2 separate regions of the Oryctolagus cuniculus genome follow, and region 2 is linked to region 1. The links are chromatin contacts, called in public Micro-C maps. All regions are on one chromosome and are shown on one strand. The core of a region is the stretch at or near the end of the contact, and the rest is flanking DNA. Distances in the headings are between cores, read along the strand shown.

Evidence for each region. Hi-C and Micro-C count contacts between places; a contact is called where the count stands out from the background.
Region 2: a Micro-C map of ear pinna shows a contact between it and region 1, with 3 times the contacts expected there. The contact joins the promoter of COG3 here to the enhancer-like site in region 1. A contact is called at or near these places in 2 of 6 Hi-C or Micro-C datasets (ear pinna and an unstated tissue).

What each region holds. Positions count from the first base shown.
Region 1 is chr9:64,471,314-64,477,186 of mOryCun1.1, reverse strand. All of the region lies in intron 1 of SLC25A30 (solute carrier family 25 member 30), which reads right to left. Among named protein-coding and RNA genes, the nearest start is that of TPT1, 28 kb to the right of the region's middle. Within about 2 kb of position 3,871, at least 2 of the 8 cell types and tissues checked have an H3K27ac peak or open chromatin away from gene starts, as enhancers often do.
Region 2 is chr9:64,560,349-64,565,975 of mOryCun1.1, reverse strand. It overlaps COG3 (component of oligomeric golgi complex 3), which reads right to left and starts at 3,726. Exons shown (of 23, transcript XM_002712958.5): 1 at 3,402-3,726. The coding sequence starts at 3,575.

The DNA of each region.
Region 1 (5,873 bases), core at 2,622-5,121:
GCCAGCATCCCACATGGGCAACTGTTCCTGTCCCAGCTGCTCCTCTCCTGATCCAGCTCTCTGCTATGGCCTGGGAAAGCAGTGGAAGATGGCCCAAGCGCTTGGGCTCCTGTACCCATGTGAGAGACCTGGAAGAAACTCCTGGCTCCTGGTTTTGGATCAGCCCAGTTCCAGCAGTTGCAGTCATTTGGGAAGTGAATCACAGGATGGAAGACCTTTCTCTCTGTCTCTCCCTCTCTGTCTGTAACTCTACCTCAAATAAGTAGATAAAATCTCAAAAAAAAAAAAAAAAAAAAGAAAGAAAGAAAAAGAAAAAAGGAAAGGAAAGAAAAAAAGAAAAAGATCCTAGTTGGGGTCAGCATTATGGCATAGTGGGTAAAGCCAACACATATGGGAAGTGAACCAGCAGATGGCAGATATCTCTCTCTCTCTCTCTTTCCCCTCCTCTCTCTGTAACTCTTTCACATATAGTTGGTAGGAAAACCTGGAAAGTCCCAAACCCAGCCATGGTCACACAACTCTCATGTCAGGATGGTTTAATAAACGATGGGCCAATGTAGTAAAGACCCTAATGCCAAACTCACCCATTCTGAAGCCCAAAGGATTAAGATCCAGAGGAATAAGAGCAGAGCTCTAAGGCTCTGGTTAGACCCAGTTCTTCCAGGAATCAGTTGGGTGACCTCGACGAAGTCGCTTACCTTTTCTAAGCCAGCTACATGGGTTGATTCTGAAGATGAGTGACATATGGGAGCAGTTTTAGAGGCTGCATTGGACACTGAGATTCTCCTGTGACTCCCTGAGGATCACAAAAAATGCTCCTACCCCCCAGGCATGAGGGCCAGTACAGGTTTGGGTAAATCCATGCAGGAAAGGAGCAAACTGCACCCGGTTCATTTCCAGGCAGTGTCTCATGGGCTCTGAGACTGTAGCAGTTACTTGCTAACTCCCCCAAAGAGAAAGATCTGCCTTTTCTATTTTAAAAACCTTTAGAACTGAGAGCTTAGGCCATTTATTGTAAACTCCAGAACGCAATACAATCGTAATTTCGGGGTCGCTGGATGTGCTGTTAAGGACACCCCCAGGAGCCCCTCGGGGAGCCTTGCAAGGGGCAGACATGGGAAGCACACATGGCATCACTAATAAACAGGAGACAGGGATGAGGCGTGACCTGGTGATGGCTGTTTACACAACAGGAAACCGGGCTCTGATTTCCACGGGAATAGGGACCCGAGAACTCGAAGAGAACTGAACACTGGGCTCAGAGGCTGCTGGGAGAGGAGACGGGGCCAGGTGAGGTCAGGGGATGGCAGGACCGGGCTAAGGAGAAAGGCACCGGGAGTGCACTGAAGGGGGAAGGCAAGCAGAGGTAGAAATAAAGGCAGGAAGGATGCAGAAAATGGAAGCAAATAGATGACAGACACCATCCAGCCTGCCCTGGCTCTGTGCCTCTGTGCAAAATGAGTTCAATACTGTCTACCTCCCGGAGTCCTGTGACTACTTTTTGGACACTTCCCACCAGCACCTCCCTGCAAAGTCCTGTCTCAGGGACCCTTTTCCCAAAGCAAGGTTAAGGGTAAGGCCCTAACCCAAGAACTTGCGTTAGGGTAAGGCCAAGGGCAGGGCCAGGGGACAAGTGAGCATAACCAACCTGGACCTGCCCCCCTCCCTCTCCAGAGGCACCCCCTCTAAACCACTCCGGGCTTCAGTTCCTCTCTGTCCAGAGCACTCCCCGGGCCTCTCCGCCTGCTCACTGGATTCCAGGAACACCAGGCTCCTTCCAGATCCTTTGCACCCTGGAGCTCATTCCCTGCGGCTTTGCATGACCTGCTTTGTCCTCTGTGCAGGGAGCTTTCTCCAAGATCTCGGTGTGTAAGCTCCATCTCATCAGCCACATCCCAGTCCCCTGTTCCCAGCCACTTCCTACAACAACGCTGCATCGACGTTTTCTCAAAGCTCGTATCGCGGTCCAAAAATCTCATTTCCTTGTGTGATTGTGAGTATCAGCTTCTCTCCGCCACAATGCACCTTCCCTTACTGAGGCATCCCAGTGCCTGGGATCCTTTGAAGTCTTAATAAATATTGACAAATGAATGAACGAATAGGATATAATGAGGGTTAGGTGAGATGGTGTCCCTAAGCACTTGGAAAATGCCAGGCAGGGGCCGGCACCATGGTGCAGCAGGTTAAGCCACCTAGTGTGACACCAGCATCCCACATCAGACTGCCAGCTAAAGTCTCGGCCGCTCCACTTCTGATCCAGCTCCCTGCTAAGGTGCCTGGGAAGGCTGCTCAGAAGGTGGCCCAACTCAGGCCCCTGCTCCCATGCAGGGAGAGATCCAAGGTGGAGTTCCAGGCTCCTGGCTTCAGCCTGGCCCAGCCCTGGCTGTTGCAGCCATTTGGGGAGTGAGCCACGGAATGGAAGATTTCTCTCTCTCTCTCTCGCTCTCGCTCTCGCTCTTGCACTTCCTTTCAAATAAATAAACCTTTAAAAACAAAAAGAAAAATGCCAGGCAACTTAGCACTGGCACCAACTGTTATTATTACAGTCACTATCACCCCACGTTTGTCCCGAGTCTGATGTTGGATAAGGCAGGAATAGCAACCCCAAAACAGAGAGCAGGAATCACTGATTTTAAAAGCAAGTCTCCCTTTGTTTCCTCTAGAGGACAAGAACAAGATCCAGAGTGATCTGTTCCCAAAGCTTCCTGAGGCAGCAGGTGTGTGCTGGTGAGGCCGCCGGCCCACAGCTCTGTGCTCCCCAGCAGGTGCCTGTTTGAGACACAGGGTGGGTTCACTCCATGCTGCCTACGATCCCTCCTAACTGGAAACTGCTATGATGGTCTACTGCTGTACAGCTCGGCCGCCCTCCCCAGGAACAGCAAATGAGGGGGCACAGGCAGCGGCAGACAGGGTTCAGAAGTTCAGGAACTAAGTGTTGTCTTCAGGTCTCCGAATACTGGATCACATGGCATCTTCCTTCGTAGGGACAAGGCCACACGTGGGGGTCCCAGGGCCGCGCCTCTGCCTGTGACTCAGCTCAGAAACCAGGAGGCTTTGAACCAGGCTCTGCAACAGCTCCGTCTTTACCACCTCTGCCTTACAAGTACGGTCGGGGTGGACTTCACAGAAAGGTCACAGCCAAGGCGCCATAGGACTAGGACTGCTACCCAGGCCGGTCTCTCCCTCACCCCTGCCGCTCCCAGAGCCCACTCCAGCCAATCACCACCCACGCGACCCAAAGCTCTGGATCTGCAAAACCAGCAGGTAGGCCCACCCAACGCCCACCGAACCGGAATTCGAGTTTTTCAGTCTCTCCTAGTCCCGGTGATCCTCAGAGGGACTTGGAAAGCCCTGCACTCTGCGGGGCTGTTGGAAGGCGCCCTGGGAAGGTGCTAATCCTGGTCACTGCACTCCCTGAGAACGCCGCTCGGCTCGCCCCGGCCCCGCCCCAGACTGCCGCGGCTCGGCCGCGCCCTCTGCCGGACAGGCGGGAAATCGTAACCGCATCCTACCGCGCTTCAGGGGCGTGCTGGGGGCGTCCGCAGCCTCTTTGTAACCAAGGATGTGATGCGTTTCCCCACCGGGATGACGAGATGAGTACTACGCCCGCTGACACTTGGGGAAGCAAGGGCAAGCACTGGGTAGAGACTGGCTTTCTCAGAAGCTGCACAGACTTCGTAGTTTTCAGGCCTCTTCTCAGCAGGAGTTTATGGAACGCCCAATAAAGTCCAAGCAGTTCTCTGGCGGCAGAAGCCAAGACTTTACCGATGAAGGCAAGTATTAAATACATACCGACAAGCAGATGGTGGCCAGAGAACGGTCAAGGATAGCCTTTCTCTGACGCTGTCTTGAAACTAAGATCTGAAAGTTGTTCTAGAAAGAGCCATACAAAGCGGGAGGGGACTGCAGGTGGTCTAGTGCTCATCTGAGGCACTCAGAGCAAGCCAGGGTGGCTAGAGCATCCTGAGAAGGGGGCATGAACTGATATGAAACGGGTAGGGATTAGCAATAATCACAGAGGACGTATGGGCACCATTCCACCTGATTTACATGTGCTGTCTCATTGGGTGCCCACTGCCCACCTTAAGAAAGAGATGATGGGGCAAGCATGTGGTTCAGTGGTTAAGGTGCCAGCATTCCATGGGACCAGCATGGTGGCCCAGTGGTTTAAGCTGCCACTTGTAACACCAGCATCCAACATCAGAGTGCCAGTTGGAGTCTGGGCTACTCCGCTTCTGACCCAGCTCCCTGCTAACGCACCTGGGAACGCAGCAGAAGATGGCCCAAGAGGTTGGGCACCTGCACCCACGTGGGAAGTCCAGATGGAGTTCTGGCTCCTGGCTTTGGCCTGGCCCAGACCTGGCTGCTGTGGCCATTTGGGGAGTGAACCAGTGGCTGGAAGATGAATCTCCCTCTCCATCACCATGCCTTTCTAATAAGTAAATAAAACCTTTTATTTTTTTTATAAAAAGGATCCAGTATTGGAGTTCCTGATTTGAGTCTCAGTTTCTCCACTTCCACTTCAACTTCCTGCCTGGGAGGCAGCAGGTGATGGCTTGGGTGCTTGAGTCCTTGCCACCTACATGGGAGACCAAGATTGAGATCTGGGGTCCTGACTTTGGACTGGCCTGCCCTTGGCTACTGCAGGCCAGGAGTGAACCAGCAAATGGAAGATCTCTTTCTGCTTCCTTGGATTTTGAGTAAAATAAATATAAATATATATTTTTAAAAAGAAGTAGATGCTCCGCCGGCATTGTGGCATAGCAGGTTAAGCCTTCGTCTGGGATGCCATCATTCCCTATGGGCGCCAGTTCATGTCCTGGCTGCTCCACTTTTGATTCAGCTCCCTACAAGTATACCTGGGAAAGGCAACAGAGGGTGGCCCAGATGCTTAGGCCCCTGCACCCATGTGGGAGACCTAGAAGAAGCTCCTGGCTCCTGGCTTCGGTGTGGCCCAGCCCTTGCCATTGTGGCATTTGGGGAGGGAACCAGCAGACAGAAGCACTTTTTTTCTCTCTCTCTCTCCTTCTCTAACTCTGCCTTTCAAAAAAATAAATTTTTTTTTGACAGGCAGAGTGGACAGTGAGAGAGAGAGACAGAGAGAAAGGTCTTCCTTTGCCGTTGGTTCACCCTCCGATGGCCACCACGGCCCGCGCTCTGCGGCTGGCACACCGCGCTTATCCGATGGCAGGAGCCAGGAGCCAGGTGCTTCTCCTGGTCTCCCATGGGGTGCAGGGCCCAAGGACTTGGGCCATCCTCCACTGCACTCCCGGGCCATAGCAGAGAGCTGGCCTGGAAGAGGGGCAACCGGGACAGAATCTGGCACCCCGACCGAGACTAGAACCCGGTGTGCCGGCGTCGCAAGGTGGAGGATTAGCCTATTGAGCCACGGCACCGGCCAAGTCTTGTTTTTTTAAATGAAGTAGATGGTAGTGTCATGCTATGAATTTTATAGATGAGAAAAATCTAAGGCACAGAAAGGGTAAGTACTTTGCTCCAAGTTTTATCGTAGGTGACAAAACTGGAATTTAAACCTGGGCAGTGCAGCCTCAACACCCATGCTCAGTATTGTTCTTGGGGCTGGTGTTGTGGTGTAGTAGGTAAAGCCACCGCCTGCAGCACTGGCATCCCATATGGGAGCCAGTTCAAGTCCTGGCTGCTCCGCTTCCAATCCAACTCTCTGCTATAGCCTGGGAAAGCAGTAGAAGATGGCCCAAGTACATGGGCCGTTGCACCCATGTGGGAGACCTGGAAGAAGCTCCTGGCTTCAGATGAGCCCAGCTCTGGCCATTGCGGCCATTTGGGGAGTGAACCAGTGGATGGAAGACCTCTCTCTATCACTTCCTCTGTCTGTAACCCTAGCTCTCAAATAA
Region 2 (5,627 bases), core at 2,477-4,976, 89 kb before region 1:
CCACTTCCAATCCAGCTCTCTGCTATCATCTGGGAAAGCAGTGAAAGATGGCCCAAGTCCTTGGGCCCCTGCACCCTGGCTCTTGGATTTAGATCGGTGCAGCTCCAGCCATTGCAGCCAATTGGGGAGTGAACCAGCGCATGGAAGACCTCTCTCTCTCTCTCTCTCTCTCTCTGTCTCTCTGCCTCTCCTCTCTCTCTGTGTAACTCTTTCAGATAAACAAATCTTAAAGAAAAAAAAAAAAGATTGCATGCCACTAACGATAGGTATTTCAGTGCATAAACATGGAAGAATGGGGTGAAAAATGAGAAGATTCCATTTAATTCAAACTCCCTCTTTTATGTTCAATGAGAATAAAAAGGTTTATGATTTACGACAGTAAAAACCCATTCTCTTACAAATTCCTTGATACATACATCTTATCAAGATTGAATCATGAAAAAAGAGATTACCTCAACAGACCAATGAGCAGTGAGACTGCATCAGTCACAAAAAGTATCCCATCCAAGAAAAGCCAAGACAGCTTCACTAGCGAATTCCACCAAACCTTTTAAGAAGAATTAACACCAATCCTTATTGCAAAAAGCAGAATGGAAGGGAATTCTTCCAAACTCATTCTAGGAGGCCAAGCATTATCCTGATACAAAAATTAGACAGACACAACAAAAAAAGAAAGCTACAGACCAATATCCTTGATGAACATAGATGCAAAAATCCTCAAAATACTAACAAACTAAATCCAACAGCACATTAAGAAGATCATTCACCATGAGCCAGTGGGATTCATCCCATGAACAAGGGTAGTTCAATGTATGTATATTAATAAGTGTGATTCCAAACATAAACAGAATGGATGAAGATCCTATGGTCATTCAATAGACATAGAAAAAGCATTGAAATAAAACCCAACACCCTTCATGATAAGACTAGGAACAAATTAGAAATAGAAGGAACATACTTCAATATATACACATATATTCAAAAATATCAACAACAGCTGTTGTTGTTATCATATAGTTAACATCATACCGAATGGAGAAACGCTGAAGGCTTTCTCTCTAGGATCTGGAACAACACAAGGTTGCCAACTTCCACCACTTTTATTCAACATATTACTGGAGTCCTAGCCAGAACAATTAGTCAAGAGAAATAAAGGGCAACCAAACTGGAAAAGGGGAAGCCTTATTGTCACTGTTTACAGATGACATGATCTTCTATCTGGAAAACCCCAGCCTCCACCACAAACTACTAGAACCAATAAACAAATTCAGCAGAGCTGTAGGATACAAAGTCAATGTAAAAAGATCAGTATCATTGTTTTTTTTACCAAAAACAAATTATCTGAAAAAGATATCAGGAAACCAATCTCATTTCCAATAGCTATCAAAAAAAATTAAGAATAAATTTAGCCACAGAGGTGAAAGATCTCTACCATGAAAAATTTTGTTAAAACATTGATGAAAAAAACTAAAGAGGACACAAAGTGGAAAGACATTCTATGTTCATGGTTTAGGAGAATCAATACAGAGGCCAAGCACTGTGGCGTAGCAGGTTAAGCTGGTTTGATTCCCAGCTGTTCCACTTCCAATCCACCTCCCTGCTAACGCACCTGGGAAAGCAGCAAAAGATGGCTCAAGTCCTTGGGCCCTACCATACTCATGGGAGACTCGGAAGAAACTCTTGACTCCTGGTTTCCATCTGACCCAGCTGGCTGTTGCCATCAACTGGGGAGTGAACCAGCGGATGGAAGATTCTCTTTCTCCCTCTCTCTCTCTTTCAAAATTAATAAACCTTTAAAAAAGAATAATACTATTAAAATGTCCAAAACACAACAATTTAGATATTCAAAGCAACCTCTATCAGGACATCAGTGACAGAGACAGGCATTCGACCTAGCATTAAGACACAGGTTAAGACACACTCATCCCTCATCAGTGTACACGGATTCCATTCCTGGCTCTAGCTCCTGAGTCCATCTTCCTGCTAATGCAGACCTGGGGAGACAGCAGTGAAGGCTCAAGTAACTGGGTCCCTGCCACCTACGTGGGAGAGCTGGACTGAGTTTCCTGTTCCTGGCTTTAGCCCCAGCGACCACAGGCATCTGGGAGTGACCCAGCAGATGGGAGCACCTCTTTGTCCCTCTGCCTCCCAAATGAAAAAAAAAAAAAAATGCAATAGTTAAAAATAATTTTTAAAGAGTATTTTCTTGTAGAATATCACACACTCATGCACATACGCGCGCACACACACACACACACACACACGTGTGTGTGCTCTGGAGTCCAAGCACCCTGCTTCAGGAAAAGCCATATCAATTTTAAAGAGATTGGGAAATTTACAGAGCAAACAACTTTTATTATCCACATTATAATACTTGGATAGCCAAACCAAAGAAATGTCCTCCCACTTCCTCAAACCCACTTCCGGCACAACATCCTCCAGTTAGAGAAGCCAAGGAACGAACGCCTACTTTATGGCAGGGTGTGCAAGACTGAATGTGCAGAAAACTTCCAAAGCAAACCTCTGAGGTCTCAAGGCAGAAAAAGCTAAAGGCCAAGTCAACCTTCATTTGGACATAATTTCTAAAGCAAGTAAAAAGAATGCTTCCAACACCAAAAATAACCATCACTGGCTTTTAATACTCTTAAACCTGGTCCTCAAAACAAGAAAAAGTTTGTCACATCCGACAATTCATAGGACGTCCCTGTTGTCCATAAAACTAATTAAACTGAAATTCACAGACGCAGTACTATGCCTCTCTCAACGGTAACTGGATTAAACTAGCATACCTTAACAATGTACTGGTCCAGTTTGCAAAGAAATTCACTTTTATTGCTATGCACGGGTCAAATAAATCGGATCTCCCGTAACCTGCACTTGATCGACAGCCCAGCGTTCAATGTCTGATGAATGAAAGACGCTCAGGATCAAGTTTCGTTCTCCCCAAGTCCCCCTTGCCAAAGGTAAAAGGCGGCGAGGTTATTCATTAAGGTGGTCAACGAGCACCACCTGGAGCCTCTCCTGCAGCCAAAGCCCTCAGGGTCGGCGCCCCTCCAGAAAGGCGGTGGGCAGCAGGGTCACGCCTGGGGCAAGACGCCCCGGGCAAAGCTCCCAGCCAACCGTCCCACGCCACAGGGAGAGACTGGGGTGCCGGCGGGCATCGGCCACTGGATGCTCCCGCAACCTTCCCTGGGTGGGTGGCAGCTCGGTCGGGGTCGCGGCAACGCGAGGCCTGACAGCCCCGGGAGGGGAAGGGCCCCTCCCACTGGATCCAGCCACCGTGTCCAGGGAGGAGTGCACAGAGAGCCCGGGCAGAGGCTGGCGAGGCCAGAGTCCCGCCAGGACGGCTGAGAAGCATCCCCGTGCCTTCGCCCAGCCCGGTTCCCGCCCCCTCGCCTCACCTCGTCCGGCACCGGCAGGTTCTCCGCCGCCGCCTTCAGCTCCAGCACCGAGTCGGTCTGCCTGTCGGTCAGCGGCGCCGTCGAGTCTGGTCTCCGATCCCAGAGAGCCAGCTTCTCCCGGGCGTCCCGGTCCGCCGCCGTCTCTGGCAGCAGCAGCAGCGCCGCCTCCGCCATCGCCTCCGCCCCCGCGGCCCTCAGCAGCAGCGGGACAGAGGGGACCCCGACAGAGAGGTCCCGGCCACTTCCGGGAGAACCCGGGTTTCCAGCGCAGCACCGGCTGCGGGGCGGGGCGAGCCGGAGTGACTTTGCCCCGGAAACGCTTCCCAGTATGTGGGCGGGGCCGAAACCAGGATAGACGTGGCTTTAAACTGGGTACAAGTATTTCCGGTTGGGTTGTAGCAGTGGCTGAGACAGGCAGGGCCCTGACGGAAATAGGAATGCCCCTACCGGAAGTTTCTTCTTCAACATCAATAACTTTATTGTTCCGTGCTAGTGAGACACTGTCGCCAAGTCACCCTGCCGACAGGGGCCCCCTTGAGCTCGGGATCCTACCGTGTGTCTGCCCACAGCTGGGTAGTTTGAGTGGAGAGCGTGGCGTGTGTGTGATTTCCATGTTGACATGATGACAGTTTCTGCCGCTTAGATCAAAACCAAAAGGGTACTTTTCCAACATCCCATAATTCCTGTTAGGAAACTAATTTATGGAAAAACATTTAAAAATGCAAAGATGCATGTATATCAAACACCATTAATAGTGTCCAATAATGGGAAACATCTAAGTGTTCAGCATTAGAGATTTGGTTTGGGAATTCGTGATACAGACATGTAATTGGAATATTACTCTGCCATTTAAGCCATTTTGCAAGTTTGCACAACGTTGTAATGATAGTATTGGATCATAATCTATAGATGAACACCCTGAGTGCGTTCTGATATAAATAAATGATTTAAATAAGTAGAGGAGAAGAAACAACCTTGTACTTTACATAATTACAATCAATAAACATACAAAGAATGAGGAAAATAGAAGGTCATTAGGACACCACGGTAATAATTGTAGCGTAAGGATGGATGCCAAAATAGGTGAAAGTTCAAGGAGAAACAGGAATGTGTACCTTCCCAAATAATTGTTGTAGAACCAGAGCAACGAGTGTGTTGGCCGAGACATTGTGTTTGCTTTTTGTGTGGCCAGGCAAAGGAGGTAAGGGCTCTCCCCTCCAAATTACCTCCCTTCTAGCTCAGGGAAGGGGCTCCTATAAACACACAAGCTGGAGAAATTGGGGGTGGAGGGAGAGGGGTTGAGTTTTAGGGAATGTCTTTGGTACTTCTTCTCTCTGAGCTGTGTATGTGCAAAATCTGGCATGATCACCCTAGGACGCACACCTTGATAACATATCATTCCATCCATAAGCTTCATGACATTTATTCTGCCCTGATCATTAATTGCTTCTTTTTTTTTTTTTTTATTTTTTTTGACAGGCAGAGTGGACAGTGAGAGAGAGAGAGAGACAGAGAGAAAGGTCTTCCTTTGCCGTTGGTTCACCCTCCAATGGCCGCCGCGGCCGGCGCGCTGCGGCCGGCGCACCGCGCTGATCCGATGGCAGGAGCCAGGAGCCAGGTGCTTTTCCTGGTCTCCCATGGGGTGCAGGGCCCAAGCACCTGGGCCATCCTCCACTGCACTCCCTGGCCACAGCAGAGGGCTGGCCTGGAAGAGGGGCAACCGGGACAGAATCCGGCGCCCCGACCAGGACTATAACCCGGTGTGCCGGCGCCGCAAGGCGGAGGATTAGCCTAGTGAGCCGCGGCACCGGCCAATTGCTTCTTTTTTTAAGACTTATTTTATTATATTCATTTGAAAGGCAGAGGAGGAAAGAGAGACTGAGATTTTCCATCCACTGGTTCACTCCACAAATGGCCACAACGGCCAGGGCTGGACCAGTTTGAAGCCAGGAGCTCCTTCCAGGTCTCCCATGTGAGTAACAGGGACCCAAGCACTTGGGCCACCCTCCCTGCTTTCCCAGGTGCATTAGCAGGGAGCTGGATCAGAAGTGGAGCAGCCCATATGGAATGTTGGCACTAAAGAAGGCAGCTGAATCTGCTGTGCCAAAGCACTGGCCCCCAAGTGCTTCTTTAAAGAATAAGAATTTTTTTCAGGGTGGGGGCAGGCAAAACACTTAGAAATTGATCATAAGAGGGCTGCAGAATTTGACAGGGGAAGAAAATGGA